Regions from separate parts of the Muntiacus reevesi genome. Here region 2 is linked to region 1. Evidence: chromatin contacts called from public Hi-C data. All regions are on one chromosome and are shown on one strand. The core of a region is the stretch at or near the end of the contact, and the rest is flanking DNA. Distances in the headings are between cores, read along the strand shown. Region 1 holds the start of KCTD9 (potassium channel tetramerization domain containing 9). Region 2 holds the start of BNIP3L (BCL2 interacting protein 3 like).

Region 1 (6,434 bases), core at 2,624-5,123:
TTTCATAACAAAGTATAAAGGAAATAAACACCCCAACTGTCCACTGATAGGAAATGGGTAAATTGTGATAGTATTTGTGTATAATTTGCATAATTATTATAAAGGAGTGAAAATGACTAAACTATCACTATGTGGGACAATATGGATGAAATCTTAGAAATGTATTCAATGAAGAACTCAAGTCCAGAAAGCAAGTTTCTTATTATTTCGATTTCAATATGCAGAAGCTTTACATAGAGTTTTCACCTTTCTTCAACTTAATACAACAAATTCAACTCTGGATACTTACCAACAACATATTTCTGACTTAATTCTAAAGCCAGATTTAAACAGGTCCTGGGCCAAGATGGTAAACATCGGTACAGAATTAAGATTTATTTCACATCTCACTATGGCTGCAGTGCCTGGCATGGTACTTCATATGACAATACTCAGGAACTGCTGACTTAATAAATGAATAAGGTATACAAAAAGCCTGGTTGAATATTCTGAAGCAAGAAAAAGCAACTTAAGTCCACAACGCTCGGAAAAATGGAACTGACATCAGGTAGCTCAGAAGCCACTCAACTGCATACTCATTTTAAATTCCTTGATGCCAACTGTTACAGACAATAGTAAAAGAGAACGGGAATTCTGAGGCATGTGGAGAAAGGATGAAAGATTCAAACCTGACTCTGGCAGCAACTTAAAAAAATGAAAATTTAAAGAGTCCAATTTTTTAGAAATATGGCCTTCAAGTTCTTTTGACTAGGCACCCATCCATGAAACACTTGGGGGATGTACTCAAACATCCACGTATTCATTTACTTATTTATAAAGTATACACCACTGTCAGGAAAAATATAATTTCCCAAATGAGAAAAGGACTTTTATTGACTTAAGACAATGAGTCAACCAGTAAAAATCCCTTAAATATATATCATTAAATTTAGTGAACTCCTGCCAAACATAAGATTGACTTTAAACATTAAAAGAAAAAAAGTCTAAAGTGATCTTTGTGTGCTGGAAAATATTTTTAAGTATCTTGCTAATTGGGATGATCTCTTCCTATCATCGGCTACTATTTCAAAGAACAATATACATTCAGGGAGCAGCTAACCAGCTGACCCACTCAAGGGACTAAAAGCACCTGTGTGCAATCTGTGTCCTTCCGGATTGGCAAAATCAAGTCTTGATGTAATTTTGTATCTTTAAGTAAAAAAAAAACAAAACAAAACCTAAAAGGTGTACTATTTCTTCTTAAAGTACTGGATCCTCTTGGCACGCCCTGTGAGGCAGACAATCTCACTTGGGAAAGCATCACTTTAAAGAAGCCACAACGCACCCTTCCCCCCAACCTGTCTTCAACATCAAAACATTCAATAGTCACACTTCTGTTTACTCAACATACACAAAAGTCAAAAGTTGTGGTGAGCATATGCTGTCTTCTCCAGTGCCCGAAAAATGCAGAGTTGGATACGACTCTGCCTTTCAAACCCCAAGCTTCACCACCCAGTGTTGGCAACTGCTCAACATGCTTTAAAGGAGGGAAACTTATGTGGGAAAAAAACAGGCATTACTCTTAGGGCCAGGTAACAAAAACAGAAGCTAGGTAAGTAAGGAGATAATGAAAGTGACAGAGATATTCCAGCTGGTGGACAAGAGACCACACTGTTTATCTTGTAACAGTGCTTTCTCAGTTTCACGAAAATCATGTCGAGATCATGCCAACCCTGGCTAAGTACAGTCACTTCATCTATACAAAAATGCAGGCTGTTATGTATTATTCTGCTCTCTTTGGTCAAATAAGAGTAATTTTTTAAAATCAGTAGTAGTATTTTTTTTAAATCAATTTAAGGGGAGGGGAGGAAACACTCAAAACTTCGGCAAAGAATATGTTTTTCAGTTAAGTAGTAAAGATTATCACGTGACTTTTTAATTTTTTTGGTTGATTCACACCGTCTGTGGGATCTTAATTCCCTGATCAGGGATGGAACCTGCACCCTCGGCTGTGAAAGCATGGAATCCTATAACCACTGGACCACCAGGGAAGCCCCTGACTTATTTTCAATATTGAATCATATTAGTCTTTTCCAATTTGGGTTTTTATAATGTTTGCAACAAACATTTAACTATTTGAGAAGTTTTTTTCCAATTTTCTGAGATTTTCTAGAAAAATATTTAAGTAAACTAATATTTAAATCCAAAAAGCTAACCTAGTCAAAAGTACGTTTAAAAAAAAAAGCCACCTTAATAAAAATATAGCAAGATTAAGTCAGCCAATTTTTTACAAGAATAAAATTCAGTAGTTTCAGAAGTAGTTAAAAATTTATGGCTGGGTCTAAACATCTTGTCTTCCATGAAATAACAAAGCAGAGATGTTGAAGAAAAGGGTCAGTCACAGGCCTGTTTTTGAGAACGAACTACAATTGTAACTTTGGATATACTAAATCTTTCTTCCAGTAACAACATATGTTTTGGGTTATGAGCAGTAGTTATCAACAGACAAAACAGGTACAGAAAAATTAATAGTCAGAAATAAAGTGAATGTTGTGAAGAATTTATGAAAACTCAATTACTTGAATTTATGCTACTTCTCTTTTAATGAGAAATCTCGAAAACCAGAAGAACACGATAATTGCAGTCAAGAAACTACAGTGTGGTTCAAATCTTTGGAGCACTTTCACTCAAAACTGCAGAGTAGCTGGAAAGCCATTTTTTTATACCGTGGCACAATTGCGCTATTTAAAAATTAACAGTGTATGCAAAACATGCAGAAAACATGCTGGCAGATAAGACAGGGAGCCCAATCTACCTTCAACTCCGACTCTAATGCTTAGTAATTTCTAGATGTCATTTAGCCACACCATAAATGTCTGCCTTGAACGGTCAAATTTTCCAAAGACGCCGAACAACTTTCATGGGTGGGGCAAGGGGCTGAGAAGGGACAGGATACATTTTGGCTTGCTCCAGCGAAGGAAAAATATTCAGCACCACACCCTCAACAAAGGCCTAACACAGCAAAGAGTAATGTCCAATCCATTCACTTCGGTCTATTGTCCCAGTCTTCTAAGAAACTAAAATAGTGCGAAATATTAATAAAGCGAGTACAGAAGTTTTGGCGGCGGTGGTGCTGTGGGCTCCTAAAAGTGTGTGTGTGGATGGGGGGGGGGGTGACCATCAAGAAAATGTCAGTATTATTTCATCCCTCTATTCGACTTAGGCTGAGAGAACATTTTACTTAGTCACGGATAGAAAGTTTTAATTGTTTTCACCTGATCACCCTTAAATGCTTTAGTTTTTAACCAGCACTTTCTGGAGCGGACCATTACTCAGCACGAAGGTGGGAACCAGCGCCTTCTGCAGCCAGGGGCGGGGGGCAGCGGGGTCTCGGCGGAGGTGGGAAGCGGAATTTGAGCATCAGGTGACAGCGACCTCCGAGTCCTCTGCACTCCAGGACCCACACCTGGGCTTGAGAACGACTGAGCACAAACTGACCTGCGCCGCTCCCCAGAGCAGCTGTGGAGTCCAAGGGCAGGCGCGGGCTAGGGATCCGGGGCTGGGGAGGAGGCCTCTGGGACGCAAGGTCGGCCTCCTCCCGGACGCCCCCCGCCCCGGCGCACGCCCACCTCCCCGCTTCCAGTGCCTCTCCCCAACTTCAGCCCTCTGCCCCGCGAGCCCGCTCCGCACTCCGCTGCCCTCGCCCCCCGCAGCGCGGCCGCCTCGCCTCCTCCCGACCCCCTTACCTTTCCATTTTTGGGGCTGCCGTTAAGGAACAGGGTCACCCGCCTCATCGCGTTGCCCCCGCCGGATCCTGAGTGAGTCGCCACCCTCCCACCTGTCTCTCCTCCCACCTTCTTCTTCTCCCGCCCTTCCCCTCCCTCCACCCACTCGGACTCTCCTCCCTTCGCCACCTTCCTTCCTTCACTGACACACACACACACACACAAGCACGCACACTCCGTCCCACACCCCAAGGTTGGCCGGTCCTCCTTCCCACCCCGCCCCTGGGCTCTTCAGTCAGTCTGGGGCCCTTCCCCCACCTCTCCCAGACTGACTCTAAGCTCCGCCAATCATCCGGCGGCGCAGGGCAACACTCAACCAATCATCCGCCTGCACTGGGTGGGCTCTTACTAACCCAGCCCAGGTGGAAGGAGGGAAGAGAGGCTGCGGTCTAGCCGACAGGGAAGGATTATCAGCCAATCAGAGCTCAACCTGGAGCCGAACGGCGGCTCAAAGCATTACTGAGCAGGCGCAAAGCCAACACCAGGTAGAGAGAATCTGCATACGAAGGCGGGGCTTGAAAGAAGGAGGTGGAGCGCTGGAAGTGATCCATAACCAGTCAGAGCCTCCCAACTTTAACACCTCCCCCTCGCCCAACCCACAGAGGAAACGGCTGAGTCTGGGGCTCGCTGATTGGGTAAGAGCCGGCCCGTTTTTCTATCCTGATTGGTCCAAGGATTCTTTTCGAAGTTTGCAGCATCCAATCGAAAGGCGGGGACGGAGCTAAAAAACTAACCGAAGGGATCTTCCGCGAGGCTCTCACAGAAAGTAGTCCCTGCGGACAGAGGCCAACAACTGGTCTCTTTGGTCAGTGTGTTACCGGCAGCTAGTGGTGGTGTCTCTTCGAGCCCACGAAGCCACTCTTGTTCCCGGGACGGCGATGTAGAGGCCTGGCAGGGTTCGGGGTGCGCGCGCACACGTGCAGGTGGTGGCGGCGTAGAGATTCGCAAAGTAACGCCGGGACGCCGAGGAGGCGGGGCCGGCGATTTGAATCGGGCGGCGGTCCGAGCCCTCGCGGAAGGAAGGCTGTAAGGGACTCCGGCCGCAGGTTGGGGTGTTGGCGGCGGGGGATCTGGGAGCCCCCAGCGGATGGCTTGGCGGCCGACAGTTGTTTTCTCGAGCGAATGCTTCAGCACCAAAGAGCCGAGATCTAGAAGGCACGGCAGTCCCAATATTCATCGGAGTAGCGTTCAAAATAAACCCTACCGGAGGTAAGGCAGGTGATCTGGTTGGGATTCAGGGCTTCTGGTAGCTCAGATGGTAAAGAATTCGCCTGCAATGCGGAAGACCTGGGTTCGACCCCTGGGTTGGGAAAATCCCCGGGAGACGGGAATGGCAACCCTGGATAGTCCCGTGGACAGAGGAGCCTGGCTATCTACAGTCCATGGAGTCGCAGAGTCGGACACGACTAAGAACAGCACCGTGCCGCAGAGCTGTTTCTTCGGGGTGTTTTGTCAGCAGTGTGTTCCCCTGGATCTCCCGCGTGCATTTTTAATATGCAAACTCCTGAGGTCTGGGCAGACCTCCTGAATTAGAATTTTGGGGAGTCTGCAAAAGGTGCGTCTCAAACAGAGTGCCCAGATGAGTCCGATGTTCCCTAAGGTTGAAAATCCTTGGCTTATGAGGTGTGCTTCGTTTCGTCCCGAAGAGCAGTCTCCTCCACTCCTCTTTAATTTGAGGTCCTAAAGTAGTCATTTGACACCTGTTTTCGTGCCAGTGTAGATTGTGTTGGGCTTCCCTGGTAAAGTATCCGCCTGTCAGTGTAGGAGCTGTCTGGTTCAGTTCCTGGGTCGGGAAGATTCCCTGGAGAAGGAAATGGCAACCCACTCCAGTATTCTTGCCTGGGATATCCTATGGAAAGGGAAGCCTGGCCGGCTACAGCCCATGGGGACACAAAAGAGTTGAACACGACTTGGCGACTAAACAGCAACAACATGGATTGTATTAGAATTCAGTCTTGAAAGAGGATCTCAATCAAATCACATTAATCTTGGAAGTGGGTTATTTTTCTTTTTTCTTCTCTTTCTCTTTAGATGGATACTTGTTCACAAGACAGCGAGCCCCTTCAAACCAAGGAGTCTTCTATTAATAACAGTGGTATGTAGAGACCTGTTGTCTCTTTGTGAAATTTAAGGTTTAAATATTTATCTTCTAATGATGTTTAACTTCTACCACATGTTGTCTGTTTCAGGAAACACCCCTTTCATTTTGGGAAATGGGAAGCTTGTAACTCCCCACAAGCAGGGAGCTGAAATGACTCCTAATGGTTGCACATCGGAGACTTTTAAATCTCCTTTGAACTTTTCCACAGTAACTGTGGAGCAATTGGGAATTACACCTGAAAGCTTTGCAAATAGCTCTTCAGGTAAGAACTGTTGTCCCTTTGTTGCAGTGCTTTTAAAAGTTTAAAAATTAAACAGTACTGTTCACCTACCCCATCTAGCTTAATATGTTATGTATCTAAATTGATTGGCTCTCAAGCTTACTAGATCAGGGTCCCAGGGCACCAAAATGATGTTGTTCCTGAGTCACAGCTATGCTCCATATTTAAACTGGAGAAGGATATGTGTCCAAATTGCTCTTTGACCCAACACATGGAATACAGGATGGTGTATGCCCTAAATAGTAATACATTTGACAGTCATGTATAGCAAAAATGAGAGACAGTTGAA
Region 2 (6,434 bases), core at 2,039-4,538, 800 kb after region 1:
TATGCGATAGTCATAAAGTCTGGCTCAGATTAAGTGCACAATAAGTTTAGCTGCTGAGCTTCCCAGGTAGCACAGTGGTAAAGACTGCCTGCCAATGCAGGGAACATGGATTTAATCCCTGGTCTGGGAAGAGCCCACTTCCCGTGTAGCAAGTAAGCCCCTGTGTCACAACTATTGAGTCTGTGCTCTAGGGCCCGTGCTCCGCAACAAGAGAAGCTACCACTTCTCTTGCGGTATGGGAAGCCTGCATACCGCTAGAGAATAGCCCCGCTGGCCACAACCAGAGAAAAGTCCGTGCAGCAACAAAGACCCAGCACAGCCAAAAATAAATAATTTTTTAAGTTAAAAAAATGGGTAGACATCAAAATGTTGCAACTAAACAAAAACATCAACAACAATAATAAAAAAAACAAACCAGAATCATGATTTTAATATCAGACAAGGTTGGACTGAGGACAAAACTAGGACCAATTCATAATGATAAAGACACAGTTATGAACATCTATGCATCAAATAGTGAAGCCTCAATTACAACAAAATAGAAGAAAGAAACATCAGGAGTGAAATACTGACCTCTTGAAATCCACAGAAAGAGGGAAAAATTAAAAAAAAACTTAAATAATTATTAAGGTAGTTCCAACAGATACATCAAATGTGCTATCTTCAACACAGGAATCATACCTTCTTTTCAAATATTCATGGAACATTTCCCAAATGGAACCATAAATTAGGCACCAAAGAAAACCTAAGAGAAATCGCCAAACTAGAAGTAGTACAAAAACATACTCTGAACAGAGAAAAATTCTTAAACACCCAAATAAATAATGAATGGAATAAGTATCAAATGTAAGAAGATAGGAAAAATCAGACATAGCTAATGAGCATAGGGTTTCTTTTGGAGGTGACCTAAGTTGAGAATTAGATTGTGGAGATGACTGCACAACTCTGTAAATAAAACACTGAGCTGTGAACTTAATTAACCCATTTAAGGTTAATTGTAGAGTATGTGAGTTATAGCGCAAGTAAGCTGATAAAGGGCTTTCCCGGTGGCTCAGTGGTAAAGAATTCACATGCAATGTGGGAGATGGGGGTTCGATCCCTTGTGTTGCGAAGATCCCCTGGAAAAGGGAATGGCAATCCACTCCAGTATTCTTGCCTGGGGGAATGCCATGGACAGAGGAGCCTGTCAGGCTACAGCCCATGGGTTCATATAAGAGTTGGACAGGACTTAGCGACCAAACAACAACTAAGCTAATAAAAAGGGATTTCAGAATCATACGGTTAGGAAGAAGGAATTGGGTTAAAAAAGCCAGAAAAATAGATATACATTAGGTCATATAATCATGAGAAAACAGATTCCAAATAACATAATATAAGAAATAAAGATAACATCCTATAGAACCAGAGCTTACCCCTCCCTGCTAAAAACACTAGATCTGGATGTTTCCTTAGAGGAAACAGAAAGGTAATTTCAATTTTATCTACTTAAGACCACAGAAAAGGAAACCTTCTGTGGTTTTTTCTTTTTTAATGAGCATAAGATCATACCAAAACTTAAAAAGATGAAATGTTTAAGATCTTTTTGAAGAACGACTTTGAAAAATTTTAATAAAAACAGAATATGAAGGGATATCAGTATCTGAATGGAAGACAACTTTGTAAATATGTCAATAATCCCCCCAGAGTTCATTGGAAGAGTAATTAAATAGTCATAAAAACATTTTAAAGGACAAATGAGGAGAGACTTTCTCTAACAGTTATCTGATAGATATATTGTAGAGACACTGAAATGAACTCCTGTTTTTGTGGAAATTTAAAATGTGATAAGGCTTCCCTGGTGGGTCAGATGGTACAGGGTCTGCCTGCAATTCGGGAGACCCAGGTTCAATCCCTGGGTTGGGAAGATAACCTGGAGAAGGAAATGGCAAGCCACTCCAGTACCCTTGCCGGGAAAATTGCATGGACAGAGTAGCCTGGTAGGCTACAGTCCATGGGGTCGCAAAGAGTTGGACACGACTGAGCGACTCCACTCACTCACTCAATATGGGATAAAGGTGTACTCTCAAGTCAGTGTCAAAAGGATGGCTTAAGAGATACTGTTGGATCAACTGTGAAGAACTGAAGTTAAGCAATTTACAACACACAAAAATAAGTTTCAGATGGACTAAGGTATGAGTATAAAAATCCAACCTATTAGAAAAAAATTCTAGGGAATAGATTTAAAATCATGGTGTGACAGTATTCCAAAGTCATAAAAATAACAGGTCCGATTGCCTCAGCATAGTGAAATCCTGGGCTTCCCTCGTGGCTCAGTTGGTAAAGAATCTGCCTGCAAAGAAGACCCGGGTTGGATCCCTGGGTCAGAAAGATCCCCTGGAGGAGAGCATGTCAACACACTCCTGTATTCTTGTCTGGAGAATCCCATGGATATAGGAGTCTGGTGAGCTACAGTCCATGGGGTCGCAAAGAGTCGGACACGACTGAGCGACTAACACTAGAGAACCCACTATAGTGAAACAAGGTTAAAAAAACAAATGACAGACCGAGAGAAACAGATGCCACACATAAATGAGACCACGGAAACGACAAAGACACGGAAATAGGACGTAGATGGAGGGTCAAGGAACATGGTTTACGGTCAACCCACCTTTAGGAAACAAGGTTTCTCATGTCCTGTTCCAGAATGGGCCAAGTCATGCGATTTGGGTGATTATATTCTTCTCTTTTCCCATTTAAAACTTTCCCATTTTAAAAATAATGATTGCGTGTTGTTTGTAATTATGGTTTAAAAAAAAAAATCGTTTAACAACTAAAAAATCTGGCCTGCCTTATATTGTTCCTTGTTTGGCGTGTTCAGTGTTCCACTAGCTTGATTTTAGATTTATGACGGGGAGGCACTTCCCTTCTGTCACCACGATACCTATTTACAGGTAAATATCTGAAGAGTCCTTACGGAAATTCAAAAAGAAATGCTCACGGGTTTGATAAAACAATGGTGATCCCGCAGGTGTGGGAGGCCTGCGTGTCAGCACCAGAGGGCCTTGCACTTCCTCATTACACGTCTCCTCATCCTCTATCCCAGTTACAGCCGCATACCTCACTCCATCCTGCCAGTCAATGACACGCAGGAACTCATTCCTGGCGCGCGCGTCAGCGCGACTCCCGCGTCTCCACGTACCTAGCTCGCCTGGGCACGCCCCCGCCCCGCCCCGTCGCTTGTTGTGTTGTCCTCACGTGGTCGGGGCGGGTCCTGACGTCAGGGCGGGGGAGGGGCTGCGCAGGCGCGGAAAAGGGGGCGGGGGACTCGGCTTGTTGTGTTGCTGCCGGAGAGCCGGAGACGGTCCTTGCTGCGGGGCCGCAGCTCTTCCAGCCTCCTGACAATGTCGTCTCACTTAGTAGAACAGCCGCCGCCGCTGCACAACAACAACAATAACTGTGAGGAAGGCGAACAGTCTCTGCCACCGCCTGCCGGCCTCAACAGTGAGTGCTGGGCCAGCGGACTCGGTAAAGGGGATGGGGGAGGAGGAGCTGCTCGGGTCGCCGCCGCCAGCTCCGCGCGGGGGGGGGGGGGGGGGGGCGGGAGGAGAAGACAGCCCATTGGTCAAGACCGAGGATGTGCGGGTGACTGACAGCTCCCGTCACCGGTCAGGAGTAGTCGCTTCTGTCTTCCTCGAAACCTGGCTCCGCTGCCTCCTGGGGTCGTGGATGGGGAACGGCTTGGGTTCGCGGTTGGGGAGGATAGTTGGGTGGGAAGACGAGGGGGTCGAGTGGATCTTACCTGTGGTGGGCCCCGGAGAGGAGCCAATCGGGGCGTGGAGGGGTGGGCCTTGCGGCGCGGGAGGGAGGGTGGGCGGAGCGGGCAGCGAAGGGGACGTGGGCAGAGATGGGGACGTGCGGCTGGGACGCCGGGGGATGGACGCGGGCAGCGGGCCGAGAGGAGGGGGCGGCCGAGGGCGGGCGGGAGGTCAAGGGTGCTGGGAGCTTCGGCCAGGCCCGGCTGACCCCACCTCTTTGGGTCGGCCTTTCCCCTCGGCTCGGAACGTGAGCCCTCTTGTTGCGTTCTTTTGTTAGCACAGGCTGGCCAGGAAAATTATTTGGTAATTTAGTGGTTACTTGTATCACGTGAGGGTGGGGGTGAGGAGACTATGCTACTTTAAAAAAAAAAAAAGAGATGTTTCAGAGTTGCTCAAGTAATTTTTTTTTTTAAACGATCGTGTTGTGTGTCCTGTAGACCTGATTTTGAACAGCCTCTTGAACCGTCCAAGATTGCACAAATCTCGGCGTCTGGGGCAATGGATTTTCAGAAACGGGATTGAAAACTCATTCGTTTTTAATGTGCTAAAGCGGGCTATTGAAAATCAATGCCAATATCGAATTACGACCAAATACAGTTGCTTTTCCTAACATTCTGGTGCTTAGACATCTTGTTCTGAGGTTTTTCCCTGTTGCCTTTAAAGCTCGCTGAAACACTTGGGAAGGTTCTCGCCTAACCTTCCTGTAATTTACCTTTTGAAAGTGGTAGTTGGGACATTTAGCATATGGCCACATAAAGTCATTTAAAAATCAGTTGGATGCTTAAATGACATTTAAAAGCACTGCAAGATCTTTGATCAGGGAGAAGTGTTCAGCATGGCCCAACAATTATTTTAAAGAAGAGAGTTCCTTTCCTCACAATATTGAGATAGAATTTAAGTATTTTAAAAATGTTTTCAATGCTTATTGTTCTTGCTCCATCTTTTGTTAAGTGATTCCTTAAATGTTGACTTCTCAAAAATTTGAAGTGTCTTATGTTCTGGAATATAAGGTTTATGTATTATTTCCCACAGTAAATTAGGATTAATTTCTTTGTCTTTTAATGTTATTTTCCTCACATATTAATATGCATTTAAAAAGTTTTAATTAAGAATTTTTTTTAAGCATACTCTTTTGAAGCATGTGATTTTAAAATGGGAAGAAACATTAGCAGTAGCTGTCCACTGTTCTTTACTGGTAAAGAAACAGATCTGTTTAGAATGTATAAACAACAAAGTCCTACTGTATAGTACAGGGATCTCTATCCAGTCTCCTGGGATAAACCATATTAGAAATAAAGGTAAAAAAGAGTATATATTTATGTGTGTAACTGAGCCACTTTGCTATACAGCAAAATTTAGCACGTTGTAAGTAAACTATGCTTCCCATTTAAAAAGAGAGAAACAAGTCTAGAGTCAGGTGTGTTGTCCAAGTTCACCACAGGCTAGATCCTAGAGCGAGGTTTTACTTTCACCCGATCGAGTGTTCCTTTCAGGACACTCCTCTTCAGTGGCCCACAGTCCCCTGATCTTGTGTGTTTCTTATTTATTCCCTGTGTTATCCCACCTGATGTACAGAGGTGAGCTGCCTATGGATCTCTTTCTAGTGTACTGTTTCTTGTTTGCACTCCAGTTTTTCTGTGATACAAGTTAGCTGTTTGGTTAGTATATGTCCCTGACATCACAGAAAGCAAAGGAATTTTTCTTTACCTTTGGCCATGTAACAGAAAAATGGGGTTGCACTCCATGTGATGATTTTCCTCCCTGTCCTGACAGACCCCTGAGGTCTTCCATGTCCTTGACCAATCAGGTGCCGATAACATTTGTATTAGCTGTTACAGAAGTGCAAGGATGCTCAGCCTGTGTGTGTAGTATCAAAATGTTGCTTTGGGAAATCTGCTAGATAGAAAGTATTTTGTTGGAGCTAGGGTGAGCTGCTTTGAAATGTTATTGAAAAGCTTTTAGATGGTGCCACATTTCATTATGCTTCTCTTGCCTTTCACTTTTTTTTTAAGCCCAATATACAAATCTGGACTGAACAAAACAAGAAGGTTTATTGATTCCTTCAAGTGATTTTTGGACACTCTGGAAAACAACTTATTCAGGCATCTAATACCACCGAATTTGCTGATAAGTTGAAGTTCTTTGTTGGGCAAAGTTGCACAAGTCTGAAAAACAGGAGATGAACTCATTGTACAGATAATCTGTGGCTTGGGATTTTATCTTTAGTTCAGGGGTCAAAGCAGAGCTTTACTAGCAAATTACTGAAATTTTTGGAATAATGAAACCTTTCTCTGACTTTTTAAAAAAAGTTTATCCGTGTAGAGGGACTGTTTGCTTTCATTACAAATCAGTGGAGCAATATCTGAACTACTTCCAAAGTTAAAAGAATATTTTCCAGTTGCTACTTTTAGTTTAGAGAAAACTATCAAGTTGCTTAAGGATATTTGACATTTATGTCATAAAATTCAGTAGGTAAGATGAGGAAAATTACAGTAGTAATCCAGTTTTTGTTATTGTTTCATGTAGGCAGTACAGGCGGTTTTTGTTTGTTTTTTTTAATCTTTTAAACATCTTCGGCTCTGTTGTACGTGGTTCCCCAGTACTGCAAGAAGGCCTTTAAGGCTATGATACGTGACACTT

The links. Hi-C and Micro-C count contacts between places; a contact is called where the count stands out from the background.
Region 2: a contact with region 1 is called in a Hi-C map of muscle, with 5 times the contacts expected there. The contact joins the promoter of BNIP3L here to the promoter of KCTD9 in region 1. A contact is called at or near these places in 2 of 3 Hi-C or Micro-C datasets (blood and muscle).

The regions. Positions count from the first base shown.
Region 1 is chr10:5,500,203-5,506,636 of mMunRee1.1, forward strand. It overlaps KCTD9 (potassium channel tetramerization domain containing 9), which reads right to left and starts at 3,874. Exons shown (of 12, transcript XM_065947105.1): 1 at 3,726-3,874. The coding sequence starts at 3,773. It overlaps CDCA2 (cell division cycle associated 2), which reads left to right and starts at 4,600. Exons shown (of 15, transcript XM_065947328.1): 1 at 4,600-4,973; 2 at 5,796-5,859; 3 at 5,954-6,127. The coding sequence starts at 5,796.
Region 2 is chr10:6,295,930-6,302,363 of mMunRee1.1, forward strand. It overlaps BNIP3L (BCL2 interacting protein 3 like), which reads left to right and starts at 3,289. Exons shown (of 6, transcript XM_065946645.1): 1 at 3,289-3,480. The coding sequence starts at 3,381.